Linked DNA regions of Mus musculus: region 2 is linked to region 1. Evidence: chromatin contacts called from public promoter capture Hi-C data. All regions are on one chromosome and are shown on one strand. The core of a region is the stretch at or near the end of the contact, and the rest is flanking DNA. Distances in the headings are between cores, read along the strand shown.

Evidence for each region. Promoter capture Hi-C pulls out the DNA fragments that hold promoters and counts their contacts.
Region 2: a contact with region 1 is called in a promoter capture Hi-C map of second pharyngeal arch cranial neural crest, with 2.2 times the contacts expected there. The contact joins the promoter of Nipal1 here to the enhancer-like site in region 1. A contact is called at or near these places in 16 of 39 promoter capture datasets (the 3T3-L1 cell line, 3T3-L1-derived adipocytes, the C10 cell line and 10 more), 2 of 115 datasets of contacts at active chromatin or transcription factors (both in embryonic stem cells) and 2 of 9 other capture datasets (liver and pancreatic islet).

What each region holds. Positions count from the first base shown.
Region 1 is chr5:72,371,738-72,378,310 of GRCm38.p6, forward strand. It overlaps Corin (corin, serine peptidase), which reads right to left. Exons shown (of 22, transcript NM_016869.3): 6 at 361-474. Among named protein-coding and RNA genes, the nearest start is that of Gm23712, 44 kb to the right of the region's middle. Within about 2 kb of position 2,269, at least 3 of the 459 cell types and tissues checked have an H3K27ac peak or open chromatin away from gene starts, as enhancers often do. A contact at or near this core is called in second pharyngeal arch cranial neural crest, where this site is marked.
Region 2 is chr5:72,643,603-72,649,533 of GRCm38.p6, forward strand. It overlaps Nipal1 (NIPA-like domain containing 1), which reads left to right and starts at 4,194. Exons shown (of 6, transcript NM_001081205.1): 1 at 4,194-4,331. The coding sequence starts at 4,286.

The sequences.
Region 1 (6,573 bases), core at 1,019-3,518:
AAAAGAGTTGGTACCTGGTAAACAGGACTCTCTCCACTAAGGCAGCAGTCTCAATCTCTCACCAAGGTTGGGTGAGTCTCCCAGGAAGGAAACCCAGCTCTACCCATGCTGACTGTGATTAATTTATACATTGGTAAAGCAGCCGGAGCACAGTGGCTCAGCTCTGGAGCAGGGTGCAAGCCCAACATGGTGGCTCTGGGGGAGACAAACCTATTGGCTTCACCCAGAATGGCAAACCAATGGCCGTCTACTAATGGCCAGGCTGGCTGTCAGTATCTGACAGGGCAGTGGCATAGGTGTCTAGGCTCCTCAGTAGAATCCCTTCCCACCCAGCTAAGCCCCACAGGGCCTGTCACCTACTGCAATGCGCCTCGTCGCTCCAGTCATCACAGTCATTATAGCCGTTACACTGCAGCTTCTTGGGGACGCAGAGCCCGCTGGTACACAGGAAGCTCTCGCCCCCTCCACAGAGTGCTGGAAAAGTAAGGGGAAGAGGTCAGAACATGTTTCTTTATTCTTTTAAACTTAGGAGAGAGAAAAAAATTAAAAATAATAAAAAGTTCCTTTGAGATTTGACAGATTTCCTTCCAGAACCCCTCGCTGTCATTTTTCACCATTTCCTCATTGGACTCTGGAATGCTCACGGTAGAATTATCTAGAAGGCATCTCTACATGGTCCATCCTTTCGTCTCAGCTCCAAACTTTGTCTCTGTAACTCCTTGCATGGGTGTTTTGTTCCCACTTCTAAGGAGGGGCATAGTATCCACACTTCAGTCTTCATTCTTCTTGAGTTTCATGTGTTTAGCAAATTGTATCTTATATCTTGGGTATCCTAGGTCTTGGGCTAATATCCACTTATCAGTGAGTACATATTGTGTGAGTTCCTTTGTGAATGTGTTACCTCACTCAGGATGATGCCCTCCAGGTCCATCCATTTGGCTAGGAATTTCATAAATTCATTCTTTTTAATAGCTGAGTAGTAATATCCAGGGATCCACCCCATAATCAGCTTCCAAACGCTGACACCATTGCATACACTAGCAAGATTTTATCGAAAGGACCCAGATGTAGCTGTCTCTTGTGAGACTATGCCGCGGCCTAGCAAACACAGAAGCGGATGCTCACAGTCAGCTATTGGATGGATCACAGGGCTCCCAATGGAGGAGCTAGAGAAAGTACCCAAGGAGCTAAAGGGGTCTGCAACCCTATAGGTGGAACAACATTATGAACTAACCAGTACCCCGGAGCTCTTGACTCTAGCTGCATATTATCAAAAGATGGCCTAGTCGGCCATCACTGGAAAGAGAGGCCCATTGGACACGCAAACTGTATATGCCCCAGTACAGGGGAGCGCCAGGGCCAAAAAAATGGGAATGAGTGGGTAGGAAAGTGGGGGGTGAGGGTATGGGGGACTTTTGGGATAGCATTGGAAATGTAATTGAGGAAAATATGTAATAAAAATAAATAAATAAATAAATAAAAAGAATTATCTAGAAGGAACCCAAACAGTGCTGGCTGGAGAGAGCCAGGTACCAGCGGGCTTCACACAAGAGGTTTGTGTGTTCGGAAACAATAGAGCACTCAGCCCTAACAAGTGCACAGTGTATGTGTGGAGAAAATGCTCAATTGGAAGATGTTGTTCTAAGCGATTGCAAACAACGTGAGAGTGGAGTGCTATTGACCGAACAAGGAGTTCCCTCTCTAAATGCCACTGTGTGCTGCTCAGAGAGAGTTCTCATAAAAACAGTCAGACAAAAGATGAGCTCTGGAATACGGGAGCAGAGACCCCGTGCCCTGCAGTTGAAATATATTTGCTTGCCTTAACAAAAGGTTAAAGGGTAAGGCAGTGTTTGGGCACAGGACAGGCGACACCTTACTTATTAACTAATGATATTTTCTATTATTTTTGTCATTGACAATGAACAGTTACATTTGACTACCTTTTGCTATTATCATGATATTCCCTTTTTTCTTCTTCTTTAAATTTCAACAACTATTTTGACAACTTGAAAATTACAATATGTAACAAATTTCAGATAGAAAGTCAGAAAGGTCACTAATCAAAAGGAAACATCAATGAAGCAGATACAAATAAAGTTCTATGTGTGCTTATGTGCACCAGGTATTTTTTAAACTATAGAACATTTGACTCAAAAATCTGGTTTCTTGGACTTGGTGCAAAGGAAATTAATATTAATACAGAAAAGTCTTACTTTAAGGCTATTCATACCACCCTTGCTTATGATGAGGAAACCATAAGGTAGCAATTACATAAAACACAGGGACTGCCTAAATCAATTTGGTAACTCCACAGTAAAGAATACTGTTAGTGTTACTGAAAATGTACACCACAGAAAATAACTCAACATCCTGGGGACAAGTTCAAGATACTTCAAGTGAAAAAGGCACTGGCTGGTGTTAAATAGCGTGTTATAACTTGTCATAGATCAAGGCCAACTACTGTAATTATACCTACTAGAAATACTCAGGACAATTTCTATTTTGTTTCATTCTGAATTTTACAAATATAGTGATCAAGCGTATTTCTCTAGTCAGAGAAAAATGCTAACTTTTTGGGAAGGGATGGTACAGTTTTAGAATAGGAGAAAATAAAATCGTCAAAGCTAGTATGCATCCCAGTCACAGGGATGGTTGCCTGGTCACGGTCTCCTGAAGTACGTATTCCTTGATCATGTGACTCTTGTACCCTTAATAGTGGGAACTGAGAACTGGATAACTCTTTGATGTGAAAACGGAAATGAAGAATAGAACAAAGCAAGAACTGCAGGTAGGGAATCCCGTCTGTCACCATTTTCAGATGTTCCTGGCTGGCACTTAAGAAGGTTCTAGATTCATATTTGATGGGAAAAGTCACACAAATCTCCAACATGGCCACACATTATCACAAAGCCAAAAGGAAATAAGTATTGCTATATCCATGATCTTTTTCCCCAAAGCGCTCATGAAAATCAGTGTTTTGATTTGCTGGAAACAAAGTCCTAGATGATCAGATAATCTCACAATATCAATAATAAAAATATAGTTTTCATTGAATCTTATAGTTTCAGAATCAATCTAATTAATTACATAGTGAATCTCAACTGCCAAAGTACTCAATAAGTCTAAGGTGTGCAGTGAAGGAGAACTGAACACAGGCGTGAATGTATGTACTAAATATAACTACAAGTACAGACTCCTAATGGGCACACAGGAAACCAGATGTAAAATGAAGCCATGCCCTAGGGCTTTACCAGCTGGTCTATGTCAAGGGGTGTCAATCCTACTGTGAGATTGGTGCCCTACTGTACAAACCATGGAGGGCAAAAGTCCATGTCTGCCTTTCCGTGGCTGCCTCAGGGAGCACTGCATCCCCACCTATGGCTCTGGTGAGTCCTCAGGAAATGGAGCTGAAAGCCTGGCATGAACTAGTTCCTGACTTCCATATCTCAAAACCTCACGTAAACATGACATTAGTGAAGCCATTGCTGGATGTGGTCATCTAAAATCTAGGTCAAATTTAAACCCTAGTCTGCTGGTGCTGATGTGTTATTGACCTCTCTTGTCGTGGCTGATTCATCGGAAGGTGACTTCTTGATGGTGTAACATTTGAAGGGGGTGGGCCAGTCTAAGAAAGTTTTAAGTCATTGAAAACAGTGTTTTTCTTCTTGCTTTCAAAGTTTCAAGAAGACAAATAGTGCCCATTTTCTCTCATTTGTTGTTTATACAATTTATATTAATACATAAAGTAATGTATGTATATCTGATATTTAAGTAAGGGCAGATTTGTTTAGTAAGTGAGTAAGGGGATGGGGAGGGTGGAGAAGGTGGAAGGAGGAAGCAGCAAGGACTACACACCAAGTACATTGTATACCTGCATAAGCATGCTCTTATGGAATACAGCATTGTGTACAATGAACACACAGAGAAAAGGAGAAACCGAGAAAGTTCAAAGTCTTGTCATCAGTATCACTTTTAAAAAATTAGAGTATAAAGAATCTTTCCTGTTTGAATATTGTATGTAGAATTTGCCATTTCCTTGCATAAGCTTTTCAATTTCAAAAGAAAAAAAAGGTATAAACATCAACTTTGAGTTCCTAAAATTCAAGGCAGACATTCTCGCTCCGGCATCCTTGGAGGAAATGGTAATTTACAGATAGACGAACTCAAGTACCAAGAAGTTAAGACAGCAGTGGCCCAAAGCTATAATGCTAGTAAGAGGTTTAAACAAGTCAGCCCAGGATCTTGAGGTACAGACTGCAGCCCAGTCCTCCACACCCCACCCATTCTGCTGTTCTGCTAGCAACCTTAATGGTGTTAGCTGAGCCTGATTCCAGGGTACTGGGTATGAGCCAAAGTTCAAACTGTCTTTCTTTCTCTCTGTAAACAAAAGACAGATGTCTGTTCTCCAGGTGAATCGGATCCAGATGAAGTGACATTCCACATCAACACTGGCTTTTTGGAAGACATCCTAAGAGAGCACTTAGCAAGTTTCTGCAGAGGTTTTGCCGTAAATTTCACTGTCTTCTACCAATTGTCTTTTCACCGCCTTTGAATTATCACTCAGATGATAAAGAGAGATCCTGATAAGGCATGCTGTACCATCTTGACACTGCATACCGCTTCGTCTGCAATTCTATAAGGAATGTGCTGAACTTAAATTAAAATCAATAGCCAGCAGATCAATAGAATAGTCATTAATTATTTGAGATGAGATTTACAGAGAACCTCCCTAGCGTAGTCCCTATGGCTATCTCAGTAAGAAAATAAAGCCACCACCCCTTTAATCAAGTACGCATGCACTAACTGGTCATCATCTGATTGAAGGTGTCTCAACACCATTGCTGAATTCTCTTTACTCTTGAGACAATGAACACTTCTTCAGGAACAGCAGTGTTCAGTTATGTCCCATGAGATGCAACTTTCCACATCCAGGTAGGGTGGGGTTGATTGTAAACCACCTGGGCTTCAGACTGCCAAGGCCTTGGGAGACTGTGTACTCATGAGGACAGTTGGCCTTTCTCAATATTCTAGTCTCTGATGAGTTTCCGAAATAGCAGTTTGCAAACCGAAACTCATTGGCAACTTCAACTGCTTCCAGCCTTCCCTGCTTCTCTCTGTGTTTCAGGGCAACATTGATGAGCCACCACTCGGTTGCTGGGAGTTGAACTCGGGACCTCTGGAAGAGCAGTCAAGCACTCCTAACCACTGAGCCATCTCTCCATCGTATCAGAGCAGCATTTATATTGGCAAATGCGCTCTTGCTCCAGTGATCGACTTCTGGAGTCTTGGAAATTCCTAACCAGCTACTGATTGTGAGGAAGCCCCATCAACCCTTCTTTTGAGCTTGCTCACAGCCCAAAGCTTAGCTTCAATTCCACCTCTAAAGAGAAAGCTAACCTGCAACAGCGCATTCCAACTGGGGCTGAGCAGAGTAAGAGAACCTGTGAGGAATGCATTCAATACCCAGCTTGAAATGCTTGGTGCAAATCTCCCTGGCTCTTTCCTTCCAGAGGTTACGTAAATACTTGAAGTACTTTACAGATAATCTGCCTGTGGCTGATCCAATCATTGCTAGGAAGAGTGCTGTATCTTTACGAGTAAAAGACAGTAAAAGCTGACAGACCTCAGCTTTGGGATGAAAAATCAGGGAAGAGAAAGTCCAAGGGTCTAATCTAATTACCAAACTTGGGCTCTGCCCTAACTTCTATAGAGGGTAAGTCATAATACCTGAGTCTCTCATTCATTAAATGTTAAAAAGTTATGGGTAGAGGTTGGAGGCAGGAGGCCCTGTGTATGGAGAGAGTGAGACTCTCTGAGAGGACACTGCCAGAGAAGAGAGATGCTACACAGCTGAGTGGTGCCTGTCTTTTGGATAGAGATTAGCCCCGGATCAGCAATGCAGAGGCCAGTTAGAGACCTTATGAGAATTTCAATAAGTTACTGGAGCTAAACCCAGACTGGGGTGTGCCTGTGGGAGGTGGTGAGCAACTAAGAAAGAAAGGACAGCTTTGCTGCAGAAGAAAGCAATTAAATGTTATGGTAAATGAGCACAAAAACAATGTTTAAAATTATGTATTTTAGTGCATTTGAATTATTGTGTTCTGTAAGAGAAGCAGAAAAGACACCAAGTATTGCCCATGGGACAACTAAATGACCATTCACGAAGATAAAGAGAGAGACAAAGAACATATACAATCTAACCAAGTAGACTGTACCTTTCTATCCTCTAATCCACCACAAAAAATGAGGGTTCCTCAGGTAGAACTATGTACTAAGCTAAGAAATCCTTCTTATTTTCACTTTGAACATCTCTTTTTTTAAAATTTTTGTTCTCTGGGGGCAGGGGTGGTGGTGGTTTGAGACTGAGTCTCAGTATAGATTCCATGCTGACTGGGAGTTCTTGATCTCACCTCCTGTGCCTGGATGCACTTGGGTTTATGTGTAGCCAAGGCTCAAACAAGGCATCTTTTAACACAGTGCTCTGTGCCTCTGGCTTCCAAGAGTGCGGATGCCCAGACGCATCAGGGGACAGTCAGCAGACAGTCAAGCTAACCCAGACAGAGACCATGGTTT
Region 2 (5,931 bases), core at 2,944-5,443, 270 kb after region 1:
GTGCGATTTTTGCTGAAATTGTAGTTATGTGGAAATTTTGTCTCTATATATGAAACCGACAGTAATCCTAGGGGTAGTTTTCTTTTTCCCTCCATGGCATGATTAGCTTGACCCAGTCTCCCTATCATCGAGTTTCTTTCCCTGGGACCCGCAGTAACCTTGACTGACAGAAAGAACAGAGCCACACAGATTATCTACTTAGTATCTACTTTCAACCGGGCCCTCTGTCCTGCTTTGTCAGCGTCCTCTAAGTCTTTATAATCCTATTTAAAGTGCCTGTAACTATAGAATGCCCATTTGCATGGAATTGATTGTTTACAGATTTTCATTTTTTAAAAAAGATGTGATTTGAGACATTCTGGCTCGTCACTCCATGTTCTTAAGCATTTAATAATCTGTGTCCCAGACCACCAAGACCTTCAGCCCGCACAGCCAATTAATGACATCTTGGTCTTTATGATCACCATTAAAGACTGTAATTAATTGCTTAACAGCTAAATAATTATCCTCCCTGTAAGTACCATAAACCCTCTGAGTTTAGGACTGTGTCCATGATTTGTCTATTGCTATGCAGGTGGGGTATGGCTCACTACAGTGCCTAATTATTCATTCAAGGACTTATGAAGCACCGGGCTCTCTTCTAAGCACTAGAAAGTTAATAGCTAACAAAACTAAATCTCTACCCTCAGGAAGTAAGGCTTCTGATGATGTCAAGACAGAACACACATAACAGGGCACACATAAGTCAGGTGTGAGGTAATAAAGGGGGAGAGATAGCATGAGGGGGTGCTCAGGGAAGGCTTCTTTTAGGGGACATCTGTGTGCACTGTCTGAGCTAGCTGTGTCTGCTTCCTGGGGGAGAGACAGGATCTCTTTGGATTGTCAAAGGGAAGCAGAGAAGCCAGCATATTAGCAAAGGGAAGAGGGAGTTAGGGGTGGTTGTGGGGTCTGAAAAGAAAGGTGAGGTAGGGGGCAGTTAGGAGACTGGGGCAGTAATTCAGGAAGAGGTGACAGTGACTCTAACAAGGGTTGGGGACGCGGAGGTGAGTAGGGGTGGAGGAAGGGGTCAGATTTTGGATATAGACTTAAAGCAGAGGCAATAAGATCGGCTGATTGGTGGATGTGGGGTGTGAATGAAAGGGTGGACTCAAGGATGATGCCGGGTTTGTTTGACTTAAAGCAACTCAAGTCGAGATTGTTTAGTTTGACGGGATGGAAAGGCCATCATAACTGACTGGGGTGGAGGGAGATTTGGGAAGTTAAGCCGCATGTGTGTCTCCTAAGAGTCACTGGACTAAGTGACTACAAGACTCCCACATGTTCTTAGCTGTGCTTTAGTAGTTAGGCTCAACCCGAAAGAAATGGGGAGTGCAGCTCCAAAAGTACCAGGTATTTATCTGGAAATCAACCATTGTGAACTGAGTGTTAACAAAAGCACAACCTATCCAAATCGACGAGATGACGCTATTGTACTATTTGAAGTTAAATCAGGAGTTCGTGGGGGTTCATGACCAAGGGTGTTGGGTTCCCTTGAGCTGAACCCAACCTTGAGTGATGAGCTGTCAGATGTAAGTACTAAGAACTACACTCAGGTCCTCTCCAACACAGCCTTCCCTCAACCCCTCAAATACACACATTAAAGGACAAATGTTTAAAAATCAGTGATCGGAAAGTTCTCACTGAAAAATACAGATCATAGATTAAATTCAAACTATAAGGAAGAAAGTACTCAAAATAACAACAGGAGACAGTGAATTTTAAGTCAGCAAAGAAAAGCAGTTGCTTTCAGGAAGACTTTTCAAATTTATAACCCCTTAAGCAGGCTGACTGGGGGCAGGGCCAATAATAAACTAAAAGCAGTAAGCTAGTGCTATGCCTGACATTCTACAGCTTACCCTCCACCCTGCCTACCAGCCGCTGTCCCCTCTGCCTTGTCCCTACCGCCTGCCAGAGAATGGCAAACTCCCCCCGCCCCCCATAGCATGGCAATGGAGGCTAGAGGCTCCCACAGGAGGCTATCTGCAGACCTGCCCAAGCTACAAGACAGTGTGGCTCTGCCTCCTCCAGCTCTGAGGCAACTCCAGCTTCCATTTTCACAATCATCACTGGGTCTCATGACCTTGCACAAAGCCCAGTGAGTGTGAGTCTACCTTTTAGAGGGTTTCATTTACTGTTGAATTCTAGGTTTTGAGTTATAAAAGGATTTCCCGAAGTCAAGAGTGAGTTCACTGGAGATGTTTAAATGTTATTTTTTTCCTTGAATTAAGTAATACATTCTTGGATAGGGATAACACCTGCCCCCAATTAGTGCACAGGTGACATCCTGTGTGGTAGCCACGTAGCTATTCATCTAGAAATAATGGGTGAGGGGAATTCATGACTGATTTCTGCCTAGGACACACTGGGCTTGGGACAGCAGTGATCTTGAGCAAGTTTTCTTCTTTTTTTTTTCCCCAGAGTGTTTTCTCACATACTTAGAACTGGAATAAATAAGATTTATAACAAAGTACTTCCTGCCAAAACCAGACTGCCATCCCGACGTGCAGGAAAGATGATTCAGAAGATAACAGCGCTGCCTGGGCCTGAGAACCAGAACCCACGTAAAAATGGTATACAACTATAACCCCAGCCTTCCCGCTGATGGGTTTCTGGGGCTTGCTGACTAGCCAGGCTTGGGTTCAGTGACAGGCCCCATCGAGGAAGTAAAGAGTGATAGAGCAGAATACTCAGCGCCCCCTTCTGGCTTCCACAGGCACACCCGCATGTGCACCTGCATACACACGTGTGCATTCGTGTGCAAACAAAGAAAACTCATGAATCTCAAAGGAACATTCTCAAGGCTTTTTTTAAGTGAAGATATAAAGCATAAAGTGGAAAATAACAACAGCTATTATCATTTTGAATGCTTTTAATATAAATTAAACAATTTTTTATAAAGTGCTTAGGGTTAGGGTTTGCCACATTGTAACTGATGTTTGTTAAATAGTAAGAAGTACCTGGGATCAGATTTATTATCATTGCCAGTCTATGGTGAAGACAAAACGTGAAATCTGATGTCCAAAGAAAGCATCTAAGTAGATGTCTACTTCACAAGGCTTCCAATTCAAAACTGGCTTAAACCGTCTTTGCCACTTCCACCTGATCCTGCCCCTCCCCCATTCTTTTTCCACAGGTCATGCCCATAGACAAAAAGTATGCATCTTAAACTACTGACTAATTTGGTTTTAAGTTTTGTCTCATAAACCTGAAAACAAGAAAAGCAAGATGGATCTCTGCAGTGAAACTCTTAGGCAATAAAGTTAATTCTAGCTGTTCGTGAATACCTAGAGCCTATGGGGGTACAGCAGTCAAGCGCAAAGGCACCCCAGAAAAACACACAATCTCGGCTCTTCCGGCTGAGGGCTTCAGCAGTAAGTGTGACCACTTCATGAGGCATAATAAATACCTCGTGACTAAGTTACTTCACCGCTTTCTCTACCTTATCCTTATCCCTCACCTGCAAACTGTAGTTAATAAATTGTGCTGTAAATTGTAATGAGTTGACTCATGCATGTTATGTAGTGTACTGCTGGAATATCATGAACTTCAGCGTGGGAACAGGTCTTCTCAGTTTGGGCATTGCTGATCCCTGAAAAGCTTATTTCATATACGACTGGGCGTGGGGATAAGGCAGCTGGGTGGGTGGAGAGGGAAATGCCTGATTGTTGAAAACAGGTAAGCACGGGTATTGTAAGACAAGGAGGACAACGGCGTGCACGAGAGAGCAGAAGCACCAAGCCTGTTCGAAAAAAATCCCAGAATAAACTTTAGCATGGACTCAGCACAGAACTCCAGCAGACAGCGCCTTGTGCCACAAAAGCCAGTGATGAGAAAGACCCACTGACGTTGGCCAGCACTTCGTCTGCTCCAGGACAACCAGAAGGGGGCCTCGGGACAGCCTCTCCATCACTAAATTCCCCGAGTGACTTCGGCAGCATCCACGCTGTAACCTCATCTCCTCCTGGCAGGTGTTTCTGGACTAAGCACCTGTGCAGCTCCCGGGTCCACCCTGCAGACACCGGTGACTGAAGGAACTTCTGCGGCGATGAGCGAGCGGTGGGCGGAAAATGAGCCTCAAACCACCCCATGCCCCACCCAGTCACTCTCATTGGCTGAGCCTGCCACGGGGGCGGAGGCAGCGCACACCCTTCGCTGACTCCACCGATCCGCCGGAACGAAAGCGGGTCCCGGGACACTGGTGTGTGAGAAACTATTGCTAGCACAGAGGAAGCCCGGTCCCCAGGCCATGGGGGTACAGCTGAGGCTGCCACCCGGAGAGCCCTGCCATGAAGGTGAGTGTCAGTCCCAGCGGTGGGACAGTTGGGTCACTTGGGTAGCTGGGAGCCCAGATGCGAGGTCTCAAAACTAGACTCAGAAAAATGTGCGGATTCTTAACGCGCCGTCTTCTAATCATTTAGTATTCCAGTCGTCCAGTCGGCTGTCCCACCAACGGGACAGTAAATACTTAGCTGAGCCCACTGCACTCCAGACTCTGTGGGGAAGCCCAAGTCGGAGCAGGACAGAAGTGACGCCCACTTAGTCCCCCGGCTGGCTCAATGTTGATTACGTCCTACTGAGTGTGTGGCAGGGAAATTCAGGATGCTTGCTGAGGGCAGATTCCAGGGTTTGATCCAGGAGGAGGTTTCCTGGCTCAGCCTCAACTCCGGAGTACATGGCAGAGGGCGTGCCGGGGATCCCGTGGGCTTCCCACAGTGCTCCCTGAACACACTGTGCCTGAGTCCCACGGAGAGATCGCTCAGGTATGACTTACTGGGCAATCCTTTGAGTAGGGTGACTACTCCAACAGGGAACTGGGAGTGCCCTTTTGTTAGTTCTTCCTCAGGGCTAGACTGGGATTTCCAGCCCACACCTTGCCTGGTAAAACCCCTGGGCCCCACCCCTTGACCTTTGCCAGATGTTCCTCACTTCCACTGGCTTCTTGCAGTCTCTACACAGAAGGTCAGAGAAAACTGAATGGAAGTAAGGGGAAAGGTGGGGCAACCTTGGGAAATGTGCATTGCAAACGAAATTATCGGTTTTTTTTTTAATCCCCACTGGTGTCAGGTCATTTCTAACCTACTTGCTAACGACTCAAAGAAGCTGTCTGGTAAGACCTGTGCCTTACAGTGAGTGCTTCCCAGCCTAATGCTACGACCATGTAACTACAGCTCCTCGTGTTGTAGAGATTCGTGTCCTTGCTTCTTGGCCTTTCCAGCTTATAACTTAACGAGGGAATAGAAAGAAAAGGGGGGAGAGACAGAAGAAGAGAGAGGACTCATCAAATCCCAGCTAGTAAGAAAGGGGAAAGGTGTGTAAAAGAAAATGTGCAACAATTCACAAACTATCCCCACATTGAGACCGGTATCCCTAAGGCAGCTGCATCTAGGGTTGTTTCCTAGACAGTCATGCGCTTAGTGGCAGTTGGTCCCTTTTCTAAATAATTCTGGAGCTGCCAAGTCAGATCGTCACTAATGCACCCTGCCCTTGTTTGTTCAAGGATCTGAGAGCAGATTGCACCCACTCATTTGACCTCTGGATATTTTTCCTGCTTTGCTCATGCATTTAGTAACTACAAGAAGTATTGGAGCTCTGTGTCACCCGATGATTAACCGTGCAGGAAGGTACTGGGAAAGATGGGAGAGGCCAATCTGTAATTTCAGTAGTAGGAGACTAGGTTTTAGGCCTAGTGTATCCACTTGGCTCTCTTTCTTCCTCTCTAAAGTAGGAAGAAATCTTGTTGACAGAGTAGGTAGCACTGGGTTACCTCAGGAAATCTACAGGGCAGAACCCTGGCGGGTCTTAAATGGAGTCTGGTTTTCCTTGATTTGTTTGAGGTGATGAACAAGAATCCTGTGAGCCGAGCACTGGCCTAGGTCCTAAAGGACTGTCATC